6 separate regions of the Mus musculus genome follow, and all the other regions are linked to region 4. The links are chromatin contacts, called in public Micro-C and promoter capture Hi-C maps. All regions are on one chromosome and are shown on one strand. The core of a region is the stretch at or near the end of the contact, and the rest is flanking DNA. Distances in the headings are between cores, read along the strand shown. Region 1 holds the start of Slc25a10 (solute carrier family 25 (mitochondrial carrier, dicarboxylate transporter), member 10). Region 2 holds the start of Sectm1b (secreted and transmembrane 1B). Region 3 holds the start of Uts2r (urotensin 2 receptor). Region 4 holds the start of Dus1l (dihydrouridine synthase 1-like (S. cerevisiae)). Region 5 holds the start of Tspan10 (tetraspanin 10). Region 6 overlaps Nploc4 (NPL4 homolog, ubiquitin recognition factor).

Evidence for each region. Promoter capture Hi-C pulls out the DNA fragments that hold promoters and counts their contacts. A called contact is a pair of places that touch in the nucleus more often than the background predicts.
Region 1: a contact with region 4 is called in a promoter capture Hi-C map of stem cell-derived epiblast-like cells, with 3 times the contacts expected there. The contact joins the promoter of Slc25a10 here to the promoter of Dus1l in region 4. A contact is called at or near these places in 25 of 39 promoter capture datasets (the 3T3-L1 cell line, 3T3-L1-derived adipocytes, the C10 cell line and 16 more), 3 of 15 datasets of contacts at CTCF or cohesin (the NIH/3T3 cell line, large pre-B cells and pro-B cells), 59 of 484 Hi-C or Micro-C datasets (the 63-12 cell line, B cells, the Ba/F3 cell line and 38 more), 31 of 115 datasets of contacts at active chromatin or transcription factors (the 230-238 cell line, the NIH/3T3 cell line, the SCID.adh cell line and 20 more) and 4 of 9 other capture datasets (adipose tissue, embryonic stem cells, liver and 1 more).
Region 2: a contact with region 4 is called in a promoter capture Hi-C map of stem cell-derived epiblast-like cells, with 2.6 times the contacts expected there. The contact joins the promoter of Sectm1b here to the promoter of Dus1l in region 4. A contact is called at or near these places in 4 of 39 promoter capture datasets (embryonic stem cells, liver and stem cell-derived epiblast-like cells), 3 of 484 Hi-C or Micro-C datasets (cerebral cortex and cortical neurons) and 7 of 115 datasets of contacts at active chromatin or transcription factors (the 230-238 cell line, embryonic stem cells, large pre-B cells and 2 more).
Region 3: a promoter capture Hi-C map of stem cell-derived epiblast-like cells shows a contact between it and region 4, with 2.3 times the contacts expected there. The contact joins the promoter of Uts2r here to the promoter of Dus1l in region 4. A contact is called at or near these places in 1 of 39 promoter capture datasets (stem cell-derived epiblast-like cells) and 1 of 115 datasets of contacts at active chromatin or transcription factors (embryonic stem cells).
Region 5: a contact with region 4 is called in a promoter capture Hi-C map of embryonic stem cells, with 2.0 times the contacts expected there. The contact joins the promoter of Tspan10 here to the promoter of Dus1l in region 4. A contact is called at or near these places in 14 of 39 promoter capture datasets (the 3T3-L1 cell line, the C10 cell line, cranial neural crest and 6 more), 2 of 115 datasets of contacts at active chromatin or transcription factors (embryonic limb bud and large pre-B cells) and 3 of 9 other capture datasets (adipose tissue, liver and pancreatic islet).
Region 6: a Micro-C map of embryonic stem cells shows a contact between it and region 4, with 3 times the contacts expected there. The contact joins the enhancer-like site here to the promoter of Dus1l in region 4. A contact is called at or near these places in 1 of 484 Hi-C or Micro-C datasets (embryonic stem cells), 5 of 115 datasets of contacts at active chromatin or transcription factors (bone marrow-derived macrophages, embryonic limb bud, embryonic stem cells and 2 more) and 1 of 9 other capture datasets (liver).

What each region holds. Positions count from the first base shown.
Region 1 is chr11:120,490,277-120,494,052 of GRCm38.p6, reverse strand. Slc25a10 (solute carrier family 25 (mitochondrial carrier, dicarboxylate transporter), member 10) reads right to left here and starts at 2,216. Exons shown (of 11, transcript NM_013770.2): 1 at 1,977-2,216. The coding sequence starts at 2,066.
Region 2 is chr11:121,061,828-121,065,843 of GRCm38.p6, reverse strand. It overlaps Sectm1b (secreted and transmembrane 1B), which reads left to right and starts at 2,275. Exons shown (of 5, transcript NM_026907.3): 1 at 2,275-2,327; 2 at 2,541-2,648.
Region 3 is chr11:121,158,125-121,161,952 of GRCm38.p6, reverse strand. Uts2r (urotensin 2 receptor) reads right to left here and starts at 1,682. Exons shown (of 1, transcript NM_145440.1): 1 at 1-1,682. The coding sequence starts at 1,641. The coding sequence ends at 484.
Region 4 is chr11:120,795,105-120,799,247 of GRCm38.p6, reverse strand. It overlaps Dus1l (dihydrouridine synthase 1-like (S. cerevisiae)), which reads left to right and starts at 2,853. Exons shown (of 14, transcript NM_026824.4): 1 at 2,853-3,105; 2 at 3,525-3,771. The coding sequence starts at 3,535.
Region 5 is chr11:120,440,108-120,444,206 of GRCm38.p6, reverse strand. Tspan10 (tetraspanin 10) reads right to left here and starts at 1,576. Exons shown (of 3, transcript NM_145363.2): 1 at 1,390-1,576; 2 at 1-102. The coding sequence starts at 1,428.
Region 6 is chr11:120,422,696-120,426,505 of GRCm38.p6, reverse strand. All of the region lies in intron 3 of Nploc4 (NPL4 homolog, ubiquitin recognition factor), which reads left to right. Among named protein-coding and RNA genes, the nearest start is that of Nploc4, 13 kb to the left of the region's middle. Within about 2 kb of position 2,410, at least 20 of the 459 cell types and tissues checked have an H3K27ac peak or open chromatin away from gene starts, as enhancers often do. A contact at or near this core is called in embryonic stem cells and liver, where this site is marked.

The DNA of each region.
Region 1 (3,776 bases), core at 967-3,466, 300 kb after region 4:
ACAAGCATGCTCACACTCATGCAAAAGAAGAAAAAGGCGACAGGGAAAGAGCTAAGATGGTGAGGACAGAAGGGGCCACATGGGTGTCATCCTCCAGTTGTATGCAGACCAAGGGGGAAAGAGGGTCAAGGCCCACCCAAGGGACAGTGGCTGTAAGGCTAACAGCTCCTGTACATGTGAGGACCAGGCAAAGTGGACATACCAAGCAAATTCAAAACATGTTTTCAAAGTTGACAAAGTAGGCACGTGATCCTAATACTCAGGTGACTGAAGCAGGGGGATTATGAGTTTGAGGTCAGCCTGAGGTGCAGTAAGAGCCTGTCTTATTAAAACAAAATCCATACAAGCTTTCAAGGGGTCTCTGTTGAGCAGCCCTCACTGGCCTGGGTCCAACAGTGGTCACACATCCATGGCAGCCTTTCTTGTTCCTCTGGGTGGGGGTGGGGCTGAGAAGCAGTGAACCCGGAGGGAACATGGACAATGAACAACCACCTGGGACTTTTACGTCACAGTCTGTCAACACTCAAAAGGACTACCTGGGGGTGAGGTGAGTCTCTGGGGCCCATGGCTGGGTTAGCCATCTAGCCTGACCCCCATGATGGAGAAGGCTGCAGGGACATTCAGAAAGGAAAATACTGTCATGAAGTGCTTCCCAGAACAACCAGTACCTGCCTCTTCCTGTTATAATACCTGCCGGAAGCAATGCCCCGGGGCTGGACCTGTATATGCTACTCCTAGGAAAAGTGAGATTTCAGTCCCCAGTGTACCCAATGGCCAGCATTCTTAGTTAGAAAAGCTATCTGGGAGAAACAATGCATGCCTGAAATCCCTGCACATGGAAGGTCCAATGCCAGCCTTAGCTGCGTAACATGTTCAAGGTAAGTCTGGGGCTACAAATAAATAACAAAGAAAGGAAAGCTATTGACAGAGATCACCCTAGAAGCTTGAAGTAGTAGAAACTGCCTGAGGCTGGATTGCCAGCTCAGACCTCAGGGGCCAATCCAATGTGGGGGACGGGGGAGGTGGCAGCCAGTGTGAATGCTCAGTCCACAGGCTGAAGTAGCAGCCAGAGCTCCTTGGGCAGAGTGGGTGAGTTCTTTGTTCTCTGTAGTAAGACAGAATCAGGAAAAAATTCCCCGAGAATGCCCCTGGGGAACAGGAAGACAGCTGTCTCAGTTTGTCCTATAAGCATTTATTTTTAAAGAAACACACACACACACACACACACACACACACACACAAAACCCTACAAAACCACGTGTCCTATTTGCTTCTTGCTGTGAGACGATCTTATTGGTTAGACCCTATGAACGCAGGGTCTCCTTCCTAGCTCACTTAGGACGGTGCTGATCCCAATATAGCAACGAAACAAGCGGAAGCAGATGACCGAGGTCACATCACCACCTAGTCCATTGCCTTCATTTCCACCCCCCAGTCCTCACAGTAGGTGGTGCTAAGCGCCCAGCAGTGGGAGTGCTCTTGTGCGCAGAGACCAGGCTGGTCTTTGGATCTCAATACCTGTGCACACGCACAACTTTAACCAGAGTTGTCGAGTGTTTGTGGCAAAGGAATGGCTCAGAGTGGCAGAGTTTACTTAAGTATAGCGCAGAGCTGAAGCTGCGCAGTCATCTGTTAGGACTGTGGTTGCGGAGGGATTAGCAGGTAAGCTGAGGAGCAGGAGGTCCTGTCTGAGGCATAGCTGTCTGTCACCTGCGGACGCCAGCTGCAGAGGGTCCCCGGGGATTTTCCACCGCTGCCTACCGGGAAGTAAGTGTATTGGCGCCCGCAGCCGGAGGCCAGCAGCGCAGAGCGGGGCAGCCCGCGGCTCAGGCCGGCGTGGGCGTCACCGGCGGTAATTACCGGGTGCGCAGTCAAGCGGCGGCCGCAGCAGGCGCCTTGTAGGCGCCAGGCCCCGGATGGTCCCCGGCGCCTAGGGCTCACCCGCCCGCTCGGCCTTGAAGCTCAGGCTCACTCACCTTGAGCAGGTCCAGCGGGTGCGTGCAGCAAGCGGCTCCGCAGGAAGCCAGCCCCCCAAAGTACCAGCGAGATGCGCGTGCCTCGGCCATGGCCAGAGCAGCAGCGACCTGGCCCGACCCCGGTGAGCACAACTCCGGTCCCAGCTGCTCAACGCCCGGTTCAAAGTGCTACCGAGCGCCCGCGCCCGGTACAGCCAATGCGCCCGCGCAGCCCCGGGGGCGGGGCCTATGGACTCCGCCCGCCACCGGACTCCAGCCTTGGGAGACTCCGCCTCTGGTCTTAAAGAGGCCGCAACGAGGAGCAATGAGAGGCGATCCACTGGAGCCAACTGTGAAACTGAGCTAACCCATGACCACCCCCACTCTCCAGATCATGGCTTTGGTCTCAGTTCCGAAGGCGCTCTGCCATTCTCAACTCATCAGGAGGTTGGTTTCCTACCAGCACCCTCTAGCCCTAGTCTGAACTTATGCCCTGGTGCTAACTTCGTGTGTTACCCAGGAGAAGGACACGTGTTGCAGCAGTGGACCTCTGTCCCCTATCCCCCTCGAGAGCCCAGCCCCCGCCCAGATGTAGGGGGGGATGGAAACCGTCTTGAGGCCAGCTTGCAAATTAAATAGAAATCAGGGACAAAAGGCTCTTAGTAAAGGGTAGCAGTGCTCCTCCCCCATGCCTACACCCAGCGAGTCCCTGCCAAGTGCAACTCAGCCCAAGCCTTGCTGTGGACACAGCCCTAGGCAGCCACCATGGAGAGGGTTCTGGGCTGTGAATTCTTCATGGTTACTGGCTCAGGCTCCTAGGAGGCAGCTCCAATCTGCCTGGTCTCAGAAGCCCATCTCTACCTACTGAACACGGGCAAAGAAATCCACATGTGCTCCCAGTTTGAGGGTGCACCTGCTAGCCAAGGTGATTTCTGAATCCCAAGGCTGCTTTAAGTCTGGCATTGTGAATGAAAAAGACACGTGTCCTGCAGAAAACTAACGTACACCTGGCCAACTGCTCCAGGCACCGCTCCCGCTGAACATTCAATAGGAGTATCCTATCCAGTCCTGCCAACCAGTGCCCAACTTTGTAGCAGCGAGGGAAGTAGAGAGCATGATGTCGTCTAGAACTCTAGGTGGCCTCCCATGCCAAGATACTTATTGTCATAGTACCAAGGTTGCACAATGCAAGATCTGGCATCTTGCTTGGGGGTGTGCCATCTTGGCATTTCCCCCATGCCCAAGAGCACCCTACACTGGAAGCCTATAACAAGGGGGTGAGGGGCACTTCCCACACTGGATCCATTCCTTTCCTACAGCAGGTACAGACAACATGCAACCTCACGTCTAGGAAGGTCTCTAGGTGGCAGCATCTGATATCTTAGCTGGGCTACTGTGGGGTAGGGAACCGAACAGCTGGCTGCTTGGTTGGTGAGACCAGGAGCACCACTTGGTCTTGCCCATATAGACTAGCCCTACCCAGAAACCATCAAGTACTAGACATACACTGCCAGGCACAGCAGAGGTCATATGCTAAAGGAAGCATGGTTGGTGTTCAGCAAGAGGATACTGCTTTTGTATATAAAACACTGGAGGGACCTTCAAAGTTACATCTAAGAACCATGAGCTACAGAGCCAATGGTTAGGGTATAGAAGTAGGCCTGACTGTCACACAGCAAGGAAACAAAGCTATGCCCAGTTCTGTCTTGTCTCATTTGGTCCAAATCTAATAGGAAGTCTAACCATGTTAACAGAATGGAGGTGACCAGGCTACAGATGTAGACTTATGTAGTCTATCCTTCTCTGAGAGAGCTGGAAACC
Region 2 (4,016 bases), core at 1,026-3,525, 270 kb before region 4:
TAGGAAGCTAGTCCCAAGAAACATGTCTGCACCTACACTGTACTGCGTTCTGTGTCATGGGACCTCAAACTCACCACCAGCACAGTGAACAGTTCTGCCACTCGGGCAGGAACGTGCTCTGGGCCATGCGTCCCTGTATGATGGCGTACATGAGTTGTCCCAGTGTGCCCATGAGATCACCCCCACACAGAGACGAACAGCGACTCTGTCATTAGCATGAGAAGACAGTAAGTAGATTCTAGGACAGTGCATGCTCCTCCTGCTGTTCTGGGGGTCAGGGCCAGCAGGGTCATTGACCCTGGGTCTGGACACAGCTTGTCACTTGTGTCCTAGGAGAAGGACCACTCTGTGGTGCCTTCTGGCTGTCCATTGGTCCAGATGACCTGCCTCTGCTGTGCTTCCAGGGCAGTCACAGCCTGGAGTCTCTTCTTTAGGGTCAAAGCCAGGCTTTCTCATTCAGGCTGGTGTTTTACCTCACGGGATATTTTACAGATGTGAGGACATCAGACCCCAAAGTAAAATGATCCTCAAGACCAAGCTCCTGACAGCAGAGACCTAAGCTGCAATCTGACCCCTACCTCTGCCCTATGCACATCTTTCCTCCTGCTCCACCCTCAAGGCTTCACTAACACTCTACTCACCTCATTTCCCCTCCCCCATCGCTGTTGGCTCGTCAATCCAAATAGGCTAGTTGGCTACCAGGATATGGAGACATCTGAAAACTCAGCTTCCCAAGAAGAGAACACATATATGGCCCGAGGACATGAGCCATCTATCTCTACAGATGACGCTGTGTGACCACAGAATCATTCATGAAACCCCAAAAGCATGAAAGACAAAGGGATGGATTGAAGAGATGTCTCTGTAGGTAAAGCAATGGCTTTGCAAAAATGAGGGCCCAAGTTTGATCCCCAGAACCAGTGTAAAAAAAAAAAATTAAAAGCTGAGTATGATGTGCACAGTTATAATTCCAGCACTGAGGAGGTACCGCTCTCTCAGACTCACTGGCATACCTGGTGAAAGCCAGGCCAACAAAAGACCCTGCTTCAAAACTGTGAATAGTGCCTAAGGTAGGACACACACACACAAAGGGGAGGGGAGAAGATGGGAGGGAGGGGAAGAAGGAGGGAGGGGGAGAGAGGGGGAAGAGAGAGAGAGGGGGGAGAGAGGGAGAGAAAGAGAGAGAGAGAAATTAAAAATAGGATTAAGCCACAGAGGACAGAGGACAACAGGAAATAGATACCCAGCACTCCTAAATTCTCAGCAGATCCTGCTGAGGAAATTGAGAGTGACCTTGGAGCATAAATCTCTGAAAACTCTGTGGGTGAGACAGGAGATGTCACAACTTCTGATCAGAGAATGTGCAGAAGGTGACTCCTAGTGGAGCTAGGACACAAGCAGCTGTGTCTGCCAGTGAGACCACAGCAGGACTGTATACACACTGAGACCGTGTACACACCGGGGTGGGATTTTTGCACACAGACTCTCCAGAAGGCTAAGCTGCATCATCACCTGTAGACACTGACCTCAGAGTTGGAACTGTCACTGGGAAAGACTTGTAATGTTGTTGTCCCTGCCTTGTGGTTTCAAAACAAATCACCTAGTTTCACTTTCACGGTGAGTTTTCACTGAGACAACAAAGGTGTTTTAATGTTTGGGGTGAGACACGGAACCTTTAGCTGCCCTTCAAGATTCCTTACCACAGGACATCCTTGCCCCACCATCCCAAGGACCCCTACCTCCGGTCTGGTAGCCTAAGCCTTGCCGGAGGGATACTACAATCATGGGATCATGGTTATCTGATCCTCTCTCTAACGTTGGCACTAGGGATATCTGGGAACCCTGTGAATGTGGAGCCCATGCACTGTGTCCAGTGTGGGCACTAGGCTCCTGCCTTTCCCTGTGTGGTTGCCCAGAGTCTTCTTGCCTGTGATGTCCCATGCAGGGAGACAAGTCCCCCTAAATGAGCAGTCCCTGAGCCCTGAATCAAACACTGACCGCAGCCATGACTAGCCTAGGAAAAGCCTAGACTTTCTTCCCGTGCTCCTAAGGCAAGTAGCTAAAAGCCGCTTTCAATTAAAATGTTTTAATGAAGGAGTCACTCAGAAACTCATCACTGTTGTGTGGACTCAGGGTAGTTCCTGCAAATGACACTCTTTCCCGAAGTTTGTTTTCTTCCTGGATTAATGCAGTCCCTTGGGTATGAGAACGGGTGGTACTTGGACCGCCTCCTCCCTGACACGCCCTCAGGTCAGGATGAGCTCAGCAAGGGCTACACCAGAGTTCATTGCCAGAGAAGCAGGTAAGAAGCTGGAGCACACATGCAGGTGAGAACTGGAGGGGAGGTGGCACCCAGAGTGTTGGGGCTCTAAAGCATGTGGGGTGAGACCCTCAGGCAGGGTGTCCCTGGCTGCAGCCTCTCTGGGACCCTCTGTTTATTGGATGCCTGTGTCTCAGTGATTTGTCCAGAGTAAAGGTGAGGCTGAGGAGTGTCCAGGCACCCTGGACATCAGGAGCAGAGTGGATCTGTGTCTCTCCAGGTGCCTCCCACCAAGCTCCAGGAGGAGCAGGTGCAGCAGCTGGGTTCTTCGGTGTGAACTGAATGGGAAGAAGAGAACAGAGCATTCTTTCTTGTCATCTGATCATGAGTACGTAAGCCAGGGGGAGGGATTTGGTGCACACAGGTGAGCTGCAGTTGACACGGGTGAATTTCTGAGGCTGGTCACTCAGAGAATCAAGACTCTATGTTATGCTCAGTCAGTGACCTGTGTGGGTCCTGTTGTTTGGGTCTCATCTTAACATAAGTAGAAGCCAACGTCTGGCTGTGGGGTTGAAGGTTCTTCTTGTGACTTTCTTCTGCAAAATCCTTGAGGCTCCATGCATGCAACTCCCAGCTGAGCTGAAGGCCATTGTGTTGCATGGGATGGGGTCAGATCTGCTTCTATCTCCTTTGGGGCTCAGCACTCATAACTGGTGGACATAGGTCATGGCATCATTTCCATCAGGAGATCCAGCAAAGGCATTGGGAAGGGAGTGTCAGAAAGGTGACATACCATGTTGGCTGTGCCAGCTGAGTCCTGAAACAGAGATCTCCCCTAAGGAATCAAATAAAAATACAGGGAAGGGACTTAACCCACACAGTCCTTGGGCAAGAATGGCAACAAAGTCTGTCAACCCATCTTTAAGGTACTAACATGAGCTTTGGGCTTAAATAGAGGAGTGGGAAGGGTCTACATCGTTAAGAAGTCCTGGTCACAGCGTAGTCTGGTTGATCACTATCTCAGTTCTGATAGGGTGCTGCCAATAAGTCCTGGTTGAGGGATAATGGGGTTCCGAAAAGGTGGCTCCTCCTGCTGGGGTGACTGTGTTAAGGGATCTGTGAGAATGTTATTCTGACACCCTGGATCACTGCAAACTAAGAACAATGACTAGAGACTTTTCATGCATTTCGGGGGGATCTGGAACATGACACTACGAAAGCCAACAGATGCTTCAGAGACTCCCGTTCTTTGTCTCCTCAGCCATGAGGAGTTCATGGGCGTTAGACAAAGGCTCCTTGAGTAACTGCCATACTTATATGCAGAGCTGATCATGAGCTGGAGCCAAAAGAACACAGATGCAAGCAAGGTGGACACAGATTCAGCCTACTTCTGGTCATTCTGTTGACTTAAGTAAAGAGGTCCTGTTATAGCTGGGAAAAACCCAGAAGTTCCCAGGGCCTGAGAGACAAGGTGGCTGGGATCTGGGTCCACAGACAAAATAGAGGCCTGAAAGAGAAATAATGCCATCTTCTCCCTCTTGAGGATCTCACCCTCACAAGGGTGGCACATAACCCAAGTCCGCTGGAAGAAGGCTGAGAACTCTCGTGTTAGGACATGATATGGAGCAGCTAGGACTCTGGAGAAAAGCCAGAGCCACACTAGCTGTGGAGAATCAAACTTCAAGTTTGTCTCCTTCAGCTCCGTAGATCCGAAGGATCAAACCCAGCAGTTAGACTTGGCAGCAGGGCTTTCAGC
Region 3 (3,828 bases), core at 433-2,932, 360 kb before region 4:
ACTTCCACCCCCAACACTGAGGCAGGACACACTTCAGAGAACAGGGTTTATTGTTCCATGTGCATATGGGAGCAAGAAGCTACCGTGGAATGGATGGGGAGAGAGAGGGTAGAGATGCCTGCAGGCCCCTTACCAACCAATGGGGGAGGGTCCTCAGGCTGGAAGGGCTTACATCAAAGGTCAGGTTACAGCCTGGTACTAGCTGCTCTGGGTAATTAGGCCTTACATGACTCAGCACACCAGGGTCTTCAGAAGAGGGTCTGGGCCACAGCTTCTGAAGCCCCTCAGAGACTGGTTTGAAGCAGGAATGTATTGGCATCATAGGAAAGGCTCTGATAGAGCTGATGAGAACAACAGAGAAGAGGGGACTTTCCACAAGAAGACAGACAAGTGAGTTAGGTTTGAGTAGGGGATTCTGGGAATGGGTTCCTGAGTGGCCTGCCTTTGGGTCCTTTCCTACCCGCAGGGTCACACAAAGCACTCTCACACAAAGGCCCCATTAGGGGGAACTGGAGACAGCACGAGGGTCTCTGTGGCCTGTTGGCTGTTGGAGGACAGTGAGCGGCCCGAGTCCTGCTGGAGGTGGACACGGCTGGACAGGAAGCTGCCAGCACTCCCTGGGCCACGGCAACTGCTACCCAGTGACCGCTGGCGGCCACGCAGGTACTCACGGTAGTTCTTGGTGAGCAGAGTGTAGAGGAAGGGATTGATGCAGCTGTTGCCGTAAGTGAGGCAGGCAGTCAGGTAGTTGATGATGCGTGCAGTCTCGGGTGTCAGTGGCATGGCCTGGTGGTACTGGGCCAGCAGCTGCCATAGCCAGAAGGGCAGAAAGCATGCCCAGAAGAGAAGGACGATACCAAGGATGAGGTAGAGAACCCTGGGGTTGGGCAGCCGCCGTGTCTGCTTGAAGGAAGCTTGCTGGGATAGCCAATAGGCCCTGGCCAGACGGATATAGAGCAGCCCAATGACCAGGCCAGGCCCCACAATGCTGGTCCCAAAGAGCAGCGTCAGGTAGGTACGGTGGGCACGAGGGCCCCAGGCTGGCAGGCAGAGGCTCTTAGAGCCCCTACGGACCAGCCGGATGGCAAGCATCATGGGTAAGGTCAGCAGCAGTGCCAGCAACCAGGTGCCCAGCGCCAACAGCTTACGGTAACCCTTGGAGCGCTGGACGGTGTCCAGGGGCCTCAGTACTGCTGCATAGCGTTCACTGCTCATTATGGTCAGGGTGAAGATGCTGGCATGCATTGTCAGGAAGTCCAGGCTAAAGAGAACTCGGCAGCCCACGTCCCCGAAGTGCCAGTCCTTAGTGACGTAGGTGGCTACGATGAAGGGAATGCTCAGCAGATACAGCAGGTCAGCCAGGGCCAGGTTGACCACATAGACGTACATGGAGGCCGAGGCACGCAGAAATCGGCACATGACCACCAGAGTGTACACATTGCCCACCACGCCCACCACACCCATGGTTGAGAGCACTGCCCCGATGACACCGGTGGCCACAAGGTCTTGCAGGGAGCTGGGATCTGTTGGGCCAGTCCAGGAACTGTTGTGGGACACATTAAAGCCACCAGGAAGCTCAGACGCAGTGCTTCTGGACACGGCCAGCATGGGGAAGCTTGTAGACTCCAGGCTCAGCGCCATCTCTGTCCTCACCCTGGGCTTCTGGTGGAAGGACCACTGCTCGGTGAGGAGAACCCGTGGGGAACTTGTCCTGTGGGAGAAGATTAGTGTCAGAGATTCAAAGCTGCAACCTACTTCCATGCCCTAACAGCCTCTGTGAAGGACAGAGTCACTGTCCCTCTGCAGAGAGACAAAGGCTCACCAAGTCCTGTCTCCTGTTGGAACCCTCCAAAGAATCCCTTTTGTGTCAACTACCCAGGAGGACCCTAGAGCCATTAGGACCCGCTGTCCCCAGGACACTCCTCCAGCAGAACTGCAAGTCACACCCAAAAGCTTCTTCTAAAAAGTTGACCACAGTGAGGTGTAGGTCAGAGTAGGCAAAGTTAAGGACGCTAAGTTCTGGCTTCACAACCTCAGATAGAGCCCCATTTCCCATTTTATGTTACGCACATGCTTAAAAAAATGATTTCTTCCAATCACAAAAGCAACAGCTAGACTGGGCTTAAAGGTTCAGATAGAAAAATAGGTAAAAGAAAGGCCTTTGGATTTCCTTTTTTTTTTTTAAGGAAATGGGCCTGCACCCCTGCCTCACATTCCGTACTCAGTGGTGGAGGGCAGTCGATCAAAAGCAGGTAGAAGAAAACAGTATGTGCCATGCCAGGAAGATGGTTATTGTTGTGTGGTGTGCATGTGTGAGTGATTGTGTACATGTGTGCATGCCACAGTGATCATGTGGAGGTCAGAGGGCAAGCTTTGGATATTGGTTCTTTCCTTCTTTCCCATGCAGGTCTCCAGGCTCTAACTCATGCCATCTGTCCTGGAGGCAGGTGTTCTCACCCACTGAGCCACCTTACCAGTCCTCTTACCCTCAAATGACTAAAAAAACCAAAAACCAAAAACCAAACCCACAAAGTCTCACTATGTAGCCCTAGCTGGCTGGGAACTCTCTATGTAGACCAAAAGATTCTGCTTAAGTGTGCACCATGCCTGGCTTTTTTTTTTTTTTTTTTTTTTGAGAAAGTATAGGTTCTCTCTCTCTCTCTCTCTCTCTCTCTCTCTCTCTCTCTCTCTCTCTCTCTCTGTGTGTGTGTGATTTATTTAATATGTATGAGTGTCTTGACCTCACAAATGTATATACACCACATACATGCCTGGTACCCTCTGGGTCCAGAAGAGAATATCAGATATCTCGTAGTTGGAGTTACAGATGGTTGAAAGCTACCATGTGGTTGCGGGAAACCACACCCAGGTCTTCTGCAATAGCAGCAGGTGCTCTTAATCACTGAGCGATCTCTCTAGCTCCAGGTAAAGATTACTAAAAAAAACAAAACAAAACAAACAAACAAAAAAAAAACAACAACAAAAACCTTCTTAGCGTTGGAGAGATCACTTGCTGCTCTTGCAGGGGAACTGGGTTCAATTCCTAGCATCCACATAGCAGCTAAAAGCCAACTGTAATTCCAGCTCCAGGGAATTGATACTCTCCTCTGAACACCTTGGGCACCAGGCACACATATGGAATACATACATTCATATAAAAACACTCATACACATAAATAAAAATAAGGGTTTTTTTTTTTTAAATAGGGTTTCTCTGTGTAATAGTCCTGGCTGTCCTGGATTTGCTTTATAGACCAGTCTGGCCTTGAACTCACAGAGATCTGCCTGCCTCTGCCTCCCAAATGATGGGATTAAAGGCATGGACCATCACACCCAGCTAGTTTTTAAAACAAAAACAAAACCACAAAATCCCAAACTTCAAAAACAAGAACTTCACTAAATAAATAAAAGTGAGATGAGAAATTATGAGAAAAGATACATCAGGTTAATGGACTAGGGAGTGATATACACATAAGAACTGTAAATCAATAAAGAAAAGAGTGATTAGCTATTTGCAGGAGAGAAAGGCAAACTAAACAGGTATGTCTAAAAGAAAACACCCCAGAGGCCAGAAACTAGTGAAACCATGTTACACAGCTTTTTGCCATCAGAGAAATTCGAATCAAAACCATAAAGAAACTGTAACAAGTACACACATGCACACGCACGCATACACGCGCACGCACACACACACGCGCACGCACACACCACTGCTTTGGTCTCCTGTAACGGCGACCTTATCAGTTTGTGAACTCATCTCAGAGGGAGCCACACTTGAACTTCTGCCTGCTTCTGTCCTTCAAACCCAGCCTGCAGCAGTCTCTTCCT
Region 4 (4,143 bases), core at 1,604-4,103:
GTTTGAGCCAGCCTGGTCTACAGACTGAGTTCCAGGACAGCCAGGGCAACACAGAGAAACCCTGTCCTGTCTCAAAAAAAAACAAGGAGGAGGAGGAAGAAGAAGAAGAAGAAGAAGAAGAAGAAGAAGAAGAAGAAGAAGAAGAAGAAGAAGAAGAAGAAGAAGAAGAAGAGGAGGAGGAGGAGGAGGAGGAGGAGGAGGAGGAGGAGGAGGAGGAGGAGGAGGAGGAGGAGGAGGAGGAGGAGGAGGAGGGAAGGGGGAAGGAGAAGGAGAAGGAGAAGGAGAAGGAGAAGGAGAAGGAGAAGGAGAAGGAGAAGGAGAAGGAGAAGGAGAAGGAGAAGAAGAAGAAGAAGAAGAAGAAGAAGAAGAAGAAGAAGAAGAAGAAGAAGAAGAAGAAGAAGAAACTTTAGCTCAAGGGGCAATTGTACCAGGTAGAAGCTCAGATCTATAGACAAGATCAAGAGTGCCAGAACTGCTATCCTTGGGGTTCAAGAATCACCGCACAAACCATGTGAACACTGACTTCAGTTAAGCAAGAATAGTTTATTGAATGCACACCCAGAAACTGGTCAGAGCAAGGACATAGCTCAGAATTATCTGAACAATGACAATGGGCATATTTTTCTGTCATCTTATAAGGGGAAAAAAAAAACCACAGTGAATTCACACACAGGTGCAGGAAGTTCTTACTTAAGATATTTTAGACATAGCAATTCCTATTGACCTTTGATTTGATAGGTCTTACACAAAGCTTCGTGGAATTCTTAAGATTAGCAAACCACATACAGAACATTCAGAACAAAGCAGGATATGTGGTCAGCATGTTCTCCGTCTACGCCAAGTCACTTCTCTGTGTCAATGACTGAGAGGCATGTTACAGCAACAATATGAAATAGCTGGCAGACATGGGACAGACTGGCTACAGCTGTCCTGAGGTGTCAGACCATAACACTGTAAGTGGATAAATGTAAGGGGCATACTTTTTTTGTGTGTGTGTTGCTTTTTTGAGACAGGGTTTCTTTGTGTACCCCAGACTGTCCTGGAACTCACTCTGTAAACCAGGCTGTCCGTGAACTCAGAGATCCGCCTGCCAGGGACCTGGAGGGATTCAAGGTGTGCACCATCATGTCATGTCCGGCTGTGGGTCATGTCCGCTTGTGGCTGTGCAGTTTCTTCTTTCATTTTCTTTGTTTTTTTAAAAAATTAATTAGTTTATATATATATATATATATATATGTATGAATATATATATATACATATATATATATATGGTGGGTCTTTTGGTTGGTTGGTTGGTTTTTGGTTTTTTGAGACAGGGTTTCTCTGTATAGCCTTGGCTGTCCTGGAGCTCACTCTGTAGACTAGGCTGGCCTCGAACTCAGAGTTCTGCCTCCCTAGTGCTGGGATTAAAGGCGTGCACCACCATGCCCGGCTTGTATATGGTGTTTTATCGGTATGTATGTCTGCACACAAGAGGGCATTGGGAGCCTGTCTCGAAACCCCCCCCCCCCAAAAAAAAGAAGAGGGCATTGGAAACCATAAGACTATAGTTACAGACAGTTGTAAGCTGCCTTGTGGGTGTTGGGAACTGACCTCAGGACCTCTGGAAGAGCAACTAGTACTCTTAACCTCAGAGCCATCTCTCCTGCCCCTCTTATTTACTTTATTTATTTTTTATTTTATTTTTCGAGATAAGGTTTCTTTGTGTAGCCCTGGCTATCCTGAATTAGCTCTGATCTAAATCAGGCTGGCCTCCAACTCACAGAGCTGCTCCTGCCTCTGCCTCCTGAGTGCTGGGATCAAAGGTGTGGTGTCACCACCCAGCTTCCTGTCATTTCCTTACAAGGCAGAAAATTAAAGTATCATAAATGGCTTGAGTAATGCATATATATTACATTATATCATTATACCGTTATACATGTATCATTATACATACATATATCATTATAAAGTATGTATCAGCAATTGTTCCAAGGCTGGAGAGCAGGACTCAATGGTTTGTGGAGTTGGAAGTCTGACCACAGAGGGAAAGGCTGGAAGCATGTGAGTTGCACGATACAAACTCTGGATTCTGAAAACTCGAGGTGCATGGAAGCAGTGTAGAAGGATTAAAGAGTGGTCAAACAACTCAGACATGGCGGTTCAGGCCTTGAATTCTGTGTTGGGAGGCAGAGTCTGGTAGATCTCTCTCAGTGAAATACATCACTACTATTAAAACAGTAACAGTTTACGGCCATAGTTTGGTTTCCTGTTTAAAATACCCTGACAAAAAGAACTTAGGAGAGAACTTTTTTTATTTTTGTTTTTGAGAGCTGGGGAGGGTTTCTCTGTATAGCCCTGGCTGTCCTGGAACTCACTCTGTAGACCGGGCTGGCCTCGAACTCAGAAATCTGCCAGGCCTCTGCCTCCTAAGTGCTGGGATTAAAGGCATGAGCCACCACTGCCCGGCCCCATATCTCTTTATGCATGTTCCTTCCCTCTAGCAAGCGACTCATTACTCGACAAAGGCCTGGCCTGCTGTAGCCTTTTCTACCCAGGATCTGAAGTAATAATTCTTTATCTCGTTTCCTATTGTGGTGGTGTACTAAATTTACGTCTTGTGTCTGCAGAACCAAGGGCTGCTCCTGGATTGCGGAGGTGGGTTGGGGGATAGAGGTGGGAGGAAAGGCCTCCGAGTGCCAATTGTCTGGAAGGGACAGCGTGACCCCGGGCATGCGCAGTCTGTTCTTGCTCAACTCTCTCGTTTCCACAAGGCCGGTCCCTTCAGCGCTGAGCTGCAGTTTCCGAGGACTTTATTTTTTGCTGCACCGCAGACGGTGCGGAGCGCCTGGCAGTACGCTTCCGGCTCCGGCACTTCCGGCGGCGTTGCGCTGAGTCTGAGCCACGGCGCTTGGCGGCTCCCGCCGCCTTCGTGCGGGTCCTGCTGGCGGCGCCGCGGGTCAGGCAGAGGCTACGGGGCCTTGTGTGCCCCTTTCTTTGGAGCGTGCCCGCAGTCACAGACCTTCATCGAGCCCTGGCCAACTCCGACGGTGCGGGAAGTAGTCCTAGTTCAAGCCCCGTGGACGTCCGGTGGCGGTCTCGGGCCCCAGCCAGCCCAGGGGTTAGGTAGGGGCAGCTCAGGGGGCTCTGGGCCCGACCAGGAAAGGAGCCGTGGAGGCTGACGTGCTCGCTACTCTCCCAACCCAAGATCCGAGGCGGCGTCAGGCCTCGTGCAGCCGGGTGGTCTCAGCTGTGCAGGTCCCACAGACCTGTTCATCCTCCACACCCGCTGCACCAGGCTGGCGTTTAAGGGGAGAAGGTCCAGAGAGGGTGAGTGGTATGTCAGGGTCACTGCCAGAAAGGTGGAGGGAGGGCACCTCAACCCTGTGCCTACGGATACCTCTCTTGTTTTCACCGTGTTCTTGGGAGAGCCGACAGCAAAAGCTGACGAGAGCGGTCAGCTCCTGGAGTTGAACTTCGTACCCTCCTGGGGTATGATGGTATACCATGGCTGAAATGAGCGCTTGTTCCTCTTCTGCCCTTAGTGTGGAGAGGATGCCCAAACTGCAGGGTTTTGAGTTTTGGAGCCGCACCTTGGGGGGTGCCCGACATGTGGTGGCACCCATGGTGGACCAGAGTGAGCTAGCTTGGAGACTTCTGAGCCGCCGCCATGGAGCCCAGCTATGCTACACCCCTATGCTACATGCCCAGGTCTTCGTTAGAGATGCTAACTACCGCAAAGAGAACTTGTATTGTGATGTGTGCCCCGAGGACAGGCCTCTCATTGTGCAGGTGAGCTGAGGGACTGGGTAGCACCTAAGCTCCAGACCCTGTATATAAGGACAGCATTCCCAAGCTGTCCCTGTCATATACATATAACCCAGGAGAAGGGTCGGGGTCCCTGAAGTCCTGCATGACACATGCTGCTGAGTGGGCATCCCCAGAACTGGGAACTAGCCAGAGTCCCGGTGAAGGGGCAGCTTGGAGGACGTGAGGAGTGTAGCACCAGTGTCACCTTGATCCTTCTCCGTCTCAGTACCCTCCTGTCGAGAACCAACAGTTCTTTACAAGTCTGTGCCAGTGGCTTCTGTTACATGTCATTATAGCTCATATTCCTAGTGGTTGTCATATTGTCAATGTCGGTGGAAAGACCATAGCTCACTG
Region 5 (4,099 bases), core at 327-2,826, 350 kb after region 4:
GCAGCCCCAGGACCCCTTCTGATTCTCCCAGGGTGCTGGACATGGAATATTTGCGGTAGGTGGACTGTTCCTGGTGAGTGGGTGCTCTCGGCCAGCAGTGTCCTGCAGAAGGAGAGGAAACTTAGAGGATGCATTGGTGAGACCTCAGTCACACAGACTCTGTGACATCGAGCAGGGGTGAGGCCTCACCAGAGAGGGGCTAAGAGACTGGGGTGGGCTTAGAGGAAGTTTATGGAAGGAAGTAAAGATTTGAAGAATCAGTAACTTGGGGCCTGGGGACTTGTAATCTAAAAGGGCAGTGAGGGTCCTAGTTCACTGCTTTCCAGGGTCGATGTGTGAGGCCAATCTCCATTAGGACAGTATAATGACAGCTCCCTGAAAGGTCCCTGGTAAACACTGGGCAGAGCAGCAGTTACAAGATGGACCCACTCCCTTTCTTCTATACCCTTGTGAAAGATGGACCAGCGTGGTCTTGCCCAGGGTCAGGATTTCTATTCCTCCAACACAGCAGAATCATGGCAGGTGGGTCTGCTTCCCTAGTCTTGGAATGGTCTCTGTGGTGGAATCAGTCTATAGTGCCCCACCAGCAGTGACTTTGTGCAGTCACAAGAGGGACTTTCCCACCCAAGCCATAAGTGCAGGCTGCCTGGGATAGAGAAGCTGATCCCGTGACTACCCTTCTACCCTTCTGCGTGAAACGAACCTTGTTTTCTTTGTATCATCTCGGGCCCACCGACTGATCCTAGGTCAAGTGTGGACACTATGCTGAACCTAGTGTAGAGGATGCAGGGAGAGATTGCCTAGGTACTGCCTGCCTGGCTTCCTGGGCAGGGAGAGAGGCAGCCAATAGGCAGGAATTTAGAGGAGGCAAGGAGGCAGACCTGAGAGAGACCCTCTAAAGGGAGATGGGGTAACCTTGTTTTTCGAATGACAGTGTGACTTAGGCATGACTACAGCCAGGTATCTAGGCAAGGGTCTCATTTCATCCCCGTCCCACAGGAAGAAGCTTGTCCAGGTGTGTGGATTGCTCTTTCACCCTAAATTTGGAGCAGAATATGTGAAGGTTATTTGTCAGCCGGAGTCTGTCAGAGTAAAAGGACAACCTGCCAGAGCCAGCTGGCAGCATTAAGACTGCCTGAGGCCACAGAGTCCACAATCAGCCTCAAAGGACATTTGCCCTTACCTGATCCTGAATCAATACTTCTTTCAGGCCTATAGGGGGCACCTTAAAGGCTAGCACCCAAGTGTACCCATGGGTCAAGCACACAGCTAGACTGGGGGGTGGGGCCAGGAGTCAGGTAGACTGCAACCTGGTCCAGGGGCTTCCCAGAGGACCTTAGATCCAAGAAACATCTTCAACCTGAGCTAGGCCATTAAGTGTCGGCTCACCTGAGACAGCAAGGGGCTGCATTCTTCTTCCTTCATCATCCACACAATTGGAGAAAACCACGGAGAGCAGTGGCCAGGGTCTCTCTGAACAGGTTACAGTCCTAAAATAACGGTGTCCCGGTGTCCCTTGGCTTCTCTGTGAACTGTATAAGCCAGAGCTGGAGAGCTGCAAGCTCCTCCTCCAGTGCGATCACAGTGGTATCATGTGAGGAGTCACATTTTAGGGCTTACAGCAGGGGCCTGCTTCTATAGTCACATCTGGTCTTTCTAGCCTGTAATTCTTGGCCTTGGCTCCAGAGATATCCCTAATGTCTGCACAGTCATGATTTTGTTAAGGTGGCCCTGATGCTGGACCCATGGCCATCACTATTGAGTCCCATTTTGGTCTTGGCCTGTAGGCTCAGCTGGTCTCCTATCAGCACCCCTAAAAGATCAGTTCTGTGCAAACTGGTTCACAATAGCAGCCCCAGGAGCCCCACAGGCAGTACAAAAGCCAATTATCCTTATAGTTTATGGAGAGCAAGAACAACTCAGTATTCACGTTCCAGATGTCCCTTCCCTCCAAGCTTGTTGGAAGCAGGATTTTGCTGTGATCACTGTCCAGTCTAAAGGACTTGAGCAACTCGCTGTGGAGACAGAAAGCATGTCCCTAGGCTGTCAACACTGGGCCCTACCACCTAACTCTGTCTCCCTGCTTCTGACTGGTGTGTGTGTGTGTATGTGTGTGTGTGTGTGTATGTATGTGTGATGTAGATGTGTTAGTGTCATTATAGGCCCACAGGACCTTGAGACATCAGGAAGCCCTTCTGTAGACATGTTTAGGGCAAGGTTCTGCTGTACATGGAAAATGCCCCTCCTGTTTGGACCCCAGTTCCCCTGAGTTTTAACTTTTGATAGACATCTCAGGCTCAGCCTCCACTTTTAGCTTTATCTACCATTTTTTCTGACTTATAACTTTATATGCCAGACAATCGAATGGCCTAGCACTTGTGCATCCCGGCCTTTGTCATAACCCCATCTCCACTGCACTCACTGTTGCCTGGAGCCCTCCAGTGTCTTCCAGCAGCAGCAGCAGCAGCAGCAGCAGCAGCAGCAACACCCCATTTTTTTTCTTCCCCTGACCAAGCCAGCTCATTCAGTCAGCAGGGTCTCAAGTGAGGGAGTGAGGATTGAAAAGAAAAAAAAACAGTTAGAGAAAATGATACCCTGACTCCAGCCTGTGCTGAGGCTGGAACAGCTTCATGTCGCTCCAGCCTGCTTGTATAGCATCCTAGGTGCATCCAAAAAACATGGTCAGCTCTTAGATCAAAGACAAAGTAATCAAGTGAAGTAGCAAACAAGGAGGTCACACAAGGTAATAATTAAGAAGCCAGGCAGTGGTGGGGCACGCCTTTAGTCCCAGCACTTGGGAGGCAGAGGCAGGCAGATTTCTAAGTTCAAGGCCAGCCTGGTCTACAGAGTGGGTTCCAGGACAGCCACAGAGACAGGGCTACACAGAGAAACCCTGTCTCAAATAAAAAATAAAAAAAGATAGTCACTAAGTAAAGTAGTAAGCAAAGAGATCACACAAGGCAGTAATTCATCAAAGCAGTACACAAAGCCCCGTGGTCTCTGTTTCTAATATTCTTACCTCAGCCTACTTCCTTGTCCAAGCCCAGTGACAGATGCCAAATTCCTAGAAGCAGTACCCAAAGCTCTCAACATCCTCCCCACCCACAGTGTTGAGGATGAAATCTAGGACCTCACAGAGTTATAGCCCTACTGTGGTGTGTGCGTGCAATTTTTGCAAAAAGGCTCTACATTCTTTCTTTTGTTTGTTTGGGTTTCAAGGCAGTGGTTCTCTGTGTAGTCCTTGCTAAACCAGGCTGGCCTCGAACTTAGTTCCTCCTGTCTTTGCCTCCCAAATGCTAAGATTAAAGACATGCACCACCACTACCTGGCTAAAGTCACATTTTATTCAATTCCTCTTGTATGAAATATTCAGGCTGGGCATGTTAGCATATACCTGGGCCAGGGCGGCAAAAGCACCAGGACCCTGATGGCCCTGGCGGCCAGTGAAAAGGCAGCACAGGTAGGACTTCTAAAGGTGTCTTTGCAGATGACTATGTTCCACAGAGAGGAAGTCAGCTAGGGACTCAAGGAAGAACCTGGACGAAGGGATGGAGACAAAGGCTATAGAGAAATACTGTTCCCCGTCCCCGGCCTATTTTCTGACTCATGCTCAGCTAGCTTTGTTACAGATCTTGGGCCTACCTGCCTAGGATATGGTGCTACCAGTAGTGGAGCAGCCTTTTCACAACTGTCCGTCAGGACAGACTCTCACAGTAAGACCACAGAAAGCAATGTGATCAAGGCTTCACCTGAAGTTCCTTCTTCCCGGGTGTGTCTAGGTTCTGTCAACCCTAGCCATCTTTATTTTATTTTATTATTTCATTTTGAGACAGGGTCTTATTGTTTAGCTCTGGATGTCCTGGAACTTGCTATGTAGACCAGGCTAGCCTTGAGCTCAGAGCATCACCTATCTCTGCTTCCAAAGTGCTGGGATTAAAAGTATGCGCTATCACACTCAGCCCAACCTTAAAGAAAAGTGTGTGTGTGTGTGTGTCTGTGTGTGCCTGTGTGGTGCCTGTGTGTACCTGTGTGTGTGTGTGTCTGTGTGCCTGTGTGTACCTGTGTGTGTGTGCCTGTGTGTACCTGTGTGTGTCTGTCT
Region 6 (3,810 bases), core at 1,161-3,660, 370 kb after region 4:
GTTGTTACTGTGAAGGCAGGGTCTTACCATGTGTTATCCTTCTTGCCCTGGAATTCTGTATCATCCAGGCTGGCCTGAAATTTGCACCCTGCCTCCTTCCTGCTGGGATTAGAAACCTGTGCTACTCTGACTGGGTCTAGATTGTATGTTGTAATGTTTTACCTAGACATTAGTTGTTTATTTCCTTACTGTCTTAGAGGGTCAAGATCCAAGGCCAAAAGGTATAAAGTATTTCTCATTGGCCTGTGAAAAGCTGCTTTCTTACTGTGCTCGTATGGCTGCTGTGTCTAGAGAATACACCATAATACCGTTGAAATTGAAAGTAACTACAACTTTATTTTACTTGTGTTTTTAAGAATGGTATTTCTTTTTTTGTTGAAATTCTGTGTGAATCTTACTCTTCTGTCTTGTAGTTTCATTATTGTTGCTCAGTAATGAAATGTGTTTCTGTTACTCTTTTTTAGGGTGCGTGTGTGCTCATGCATTCATGCTGTGCTTCTCCTGTCTCTCCTGGGTGCTTTAAGAAGTTTGTGGCTGAGTAGCAGAGTGCTTGTCTAGCATTGCTGATTCTCTGGTTTATTCTCCACACCCCTTTATTCCAAGAACACATTGGCCTAGGGCTCTGAAGTTTTTTTCTGTTGAATTTACCTGGGTGTTTTGCATGGTTAGTTAATTTGTGCTTGATGTCTGCTCGATTGGTAGATTTTATTTCAACAAATATATTTTCACTTCCTTGTGTTTTCCTGTATAGCCTTTGCTGGCCTTGAACATAACACTAGTCCTCCTGCCTTAGCCTTTCGAGATGTGAGGCACTAGGCCCGGCTCATATTTTCACTTTAAAATATTTTTATTTGAGCCAGGTCATGGTGACATTCCTTTATTTCCAGCCCTTGTGAGACAGGGGTAAGTGGATCTCTGAGTTCAAGGTCAGCCTTGTCTACAAGGCATGTTCCAGGACAGCCAGGGATACAGAGAGAAGCTGTTTTGAACCTACACAATATATATTTTTATGTATTTAGCTTTGTGGTAGAACATGTGCCTAGTTAGTATGTGTAAGAACCTGGGTTCCATCCCTAGCAACATCACCACTAAAAAAAAAACATACACATATATGATTCCTTTTCAAATTTGACTAGAAATTAGAAAAAAACCCTTAACATAGACCTAAAAGGAGACAGGTGAAATATTTTAGTTTGGATTTTCAGAACACCCACGTATAAGCCAGGAACAGGTGCAAATAATAACAACAACAACAGTAGTAGTAATAACAAATACTTCAAAAAAAAAAAATTAGAGCCGGGCGTAGTGGTGCATGCCTTTAATCCCAGCACTTGGGAGGCAGAGGCAGGTGGATTTCTGAGTTCGAGGCCAGCCTGGTCTACAAAGTGAGTTCCAGGACAGCTAGGGTTACACAGAGAAACCCTGTCTCGAAAAAAAAAAAAAAAAAAAAAAAGTGAGACCCTATCTTAAATAAAATAAATAAATAAATAAAGGCTTGTATGGTGGATGGCTCAGCAAGTAAAAGTGATGCCATCAAGCCTGACAAGCTGAGCTCACTCTGGGGCATACATGAGGAGAGAACTGACCCCCACAGACTGTCCTCTGACTGCCACCCCTGTAAAACAAGTCAATATGAACATACTACAAATAATAAATAAATAAATGTGCTACAGAAAGTTTGTAATAATCACTGGGCTTGGGGATTCAGCTCAGTGGTGGGTGCACATGTGCCTAGCATGTGTGAGACTCTGAAAAAAGTACAGATTTATGTGGGTTGTGGTGTTCTGGTATGAGTATCCTGTGTTGTGGAGTATTCTTCCACTAGTGGGACAAAATAAATACCTGAGGAAACAGAGGGAGGAAAGATTATTTTGGTTTAGTTTCAGTCCACAGTGACTTGGCTCCATCGCCTCTGGAGTGGTAAAGCGGACATTGCAGGAGCATGCAGTGGGGCAGAACAGTTCACCCCAGCAGACAAGAGGCAGGTAGAGACTAAGATGGACAGGGGACAAAACACGAGACTGAGTATGGTTTCCTACCATTACCCTGTATCCCCAGGTCTCTCCTCCTCATTTTTTTTTTTTTTTTTTTTTTTAAAGATTTATTTATTTATTATATGTAAGTACACTGTAGCTGTCTTCAAACACTCCAGAAGAGGGAGTCAGATCTTGTTACGGATGGTTGTGAGCCACCATGTGGCTGCTGGGATTTGAACTCTGGACCTTCGGAAGAGCAGTCGGGTGCTCTTACCCACTGAGCCATCTCACCAGCCCCTCTCCTCCTCATTTTTAAACTTTTTATTTTGAGACGGTCTTCTTTCTGTGTTGCCCAGGCTAGCTTTGGACTTGCCTTTTGTCTCCTGAGTAGCTGTTTTACAGGCCTGAACCACTAGGCCTAACCAAAGCGTGATTTGATTCCCTTTCCTAGGGGCTGTTGATGTCTAGCACTGCAAAATGCCAGGCGGCTCCTAGCTTTTTCCTGAAAGGTTTCTGATCCATTCTCTGGAGTTTGTGTTTATGAGTTGTAATTCCAGCATTTGAGTCATAGACTTGCCTCTCTCTCTCAGCCCTTACTCTGTCAATTCTTCCTCGTGGAAATTTATTTCCCTTGTAATTTTGGTTTTTATTGGGGTAAGTGTGGCTTCGAAGAGGATCTATTTGATGCAAGCTTTAGTGGCATTTGCTTATGTGAGCACCAGGGGGTGCTGTGGAGCTGCATTCTCTTCTGGTTTGGGTCTCCAGATCCCAGAAGCAGCCCAGGTTTCACTCCATATGCGTGTGCCTGGTCTTGGAGGTGACTTTGCCCTGCAGAGCATCTGGTGGAAGTAGACTCAGTTTCTTCTTGGTTCCCATTCTGAGTTCCTGGATTCTCTTGGTTGTTCTGACATCCTTGAGTCATGTGGGGTTTTTTTGTTCTTTAAGGACGTTCTCACATTATCCAAGCTGGCCTTGCACTTGACGTCTAGCTAAGGCTGACCTTGAATTTGTAACTGCTTGCTTTTTTCCTTCCCAAGTGCTGGGATAACAGGTGTGCACCATCAAGTCTGGCTAGTCCTTTGGTTTATGTAGGAGATTCAGGCTCAGCAGTCAAATGTGAGCAGGGAGTTCAAAGACACATCTGTTGCCCAGTAAACACTGTCGTCTATGAGCCTCAAGTTCCTGATCCTGGCCTTGGCCGAGGGACAGTCGTGTCCTCTGCTATTATTAGTGACATCACTGCGAGCTTTGGAAGGCCTGGGTGTTTTTTACCTTTGGAGCTCAGCAGTGTTTTTACAGTGTATTTGCTAAAATCGATCCAGTGTCTGAGCCAAGTATTTTATAGTTAGAGGATGTTTAGACATATTTAATCCAGTGCTAGAAGCAGAAGTTCTGGTTACAGTCTGACAGCTTTATTGCCTCTGAATTATGGGGGATAAGGAGGTGAGGGCAGCTCTTGAGAGCTGCAGCCCCCGCTCCTGGGATTCTGCATGTCTGTCAGTACTTGTACTTGCAGACATTGTTCTTCTTCGGTTTGCTGTTCAGCACTGGACCAGTTGTTCTCTCAGTTTCTTTCTTGTGTGTCCTGTTGACAGCAGCTGAAAGTTTGCGAAATGATCTGTCACCTCCCGTCTTCAAAGGCTGGAGCTGATTTAGTGCCACGAGACACCTCTGGTCAGGCATGACCCACGATGGTTCTGTGAATAGCTTCAGAGAGAAAACGGTTCTTTAGCCACAAGTCATGTCAAGTTGGAGCAGAGCAAGTAGAATTGTGGCAGCTCTTTTGGAAAGCAGGCCTTCAGCAGTCTTGGAGCAGGAAGCTGTGTCTGGGAGT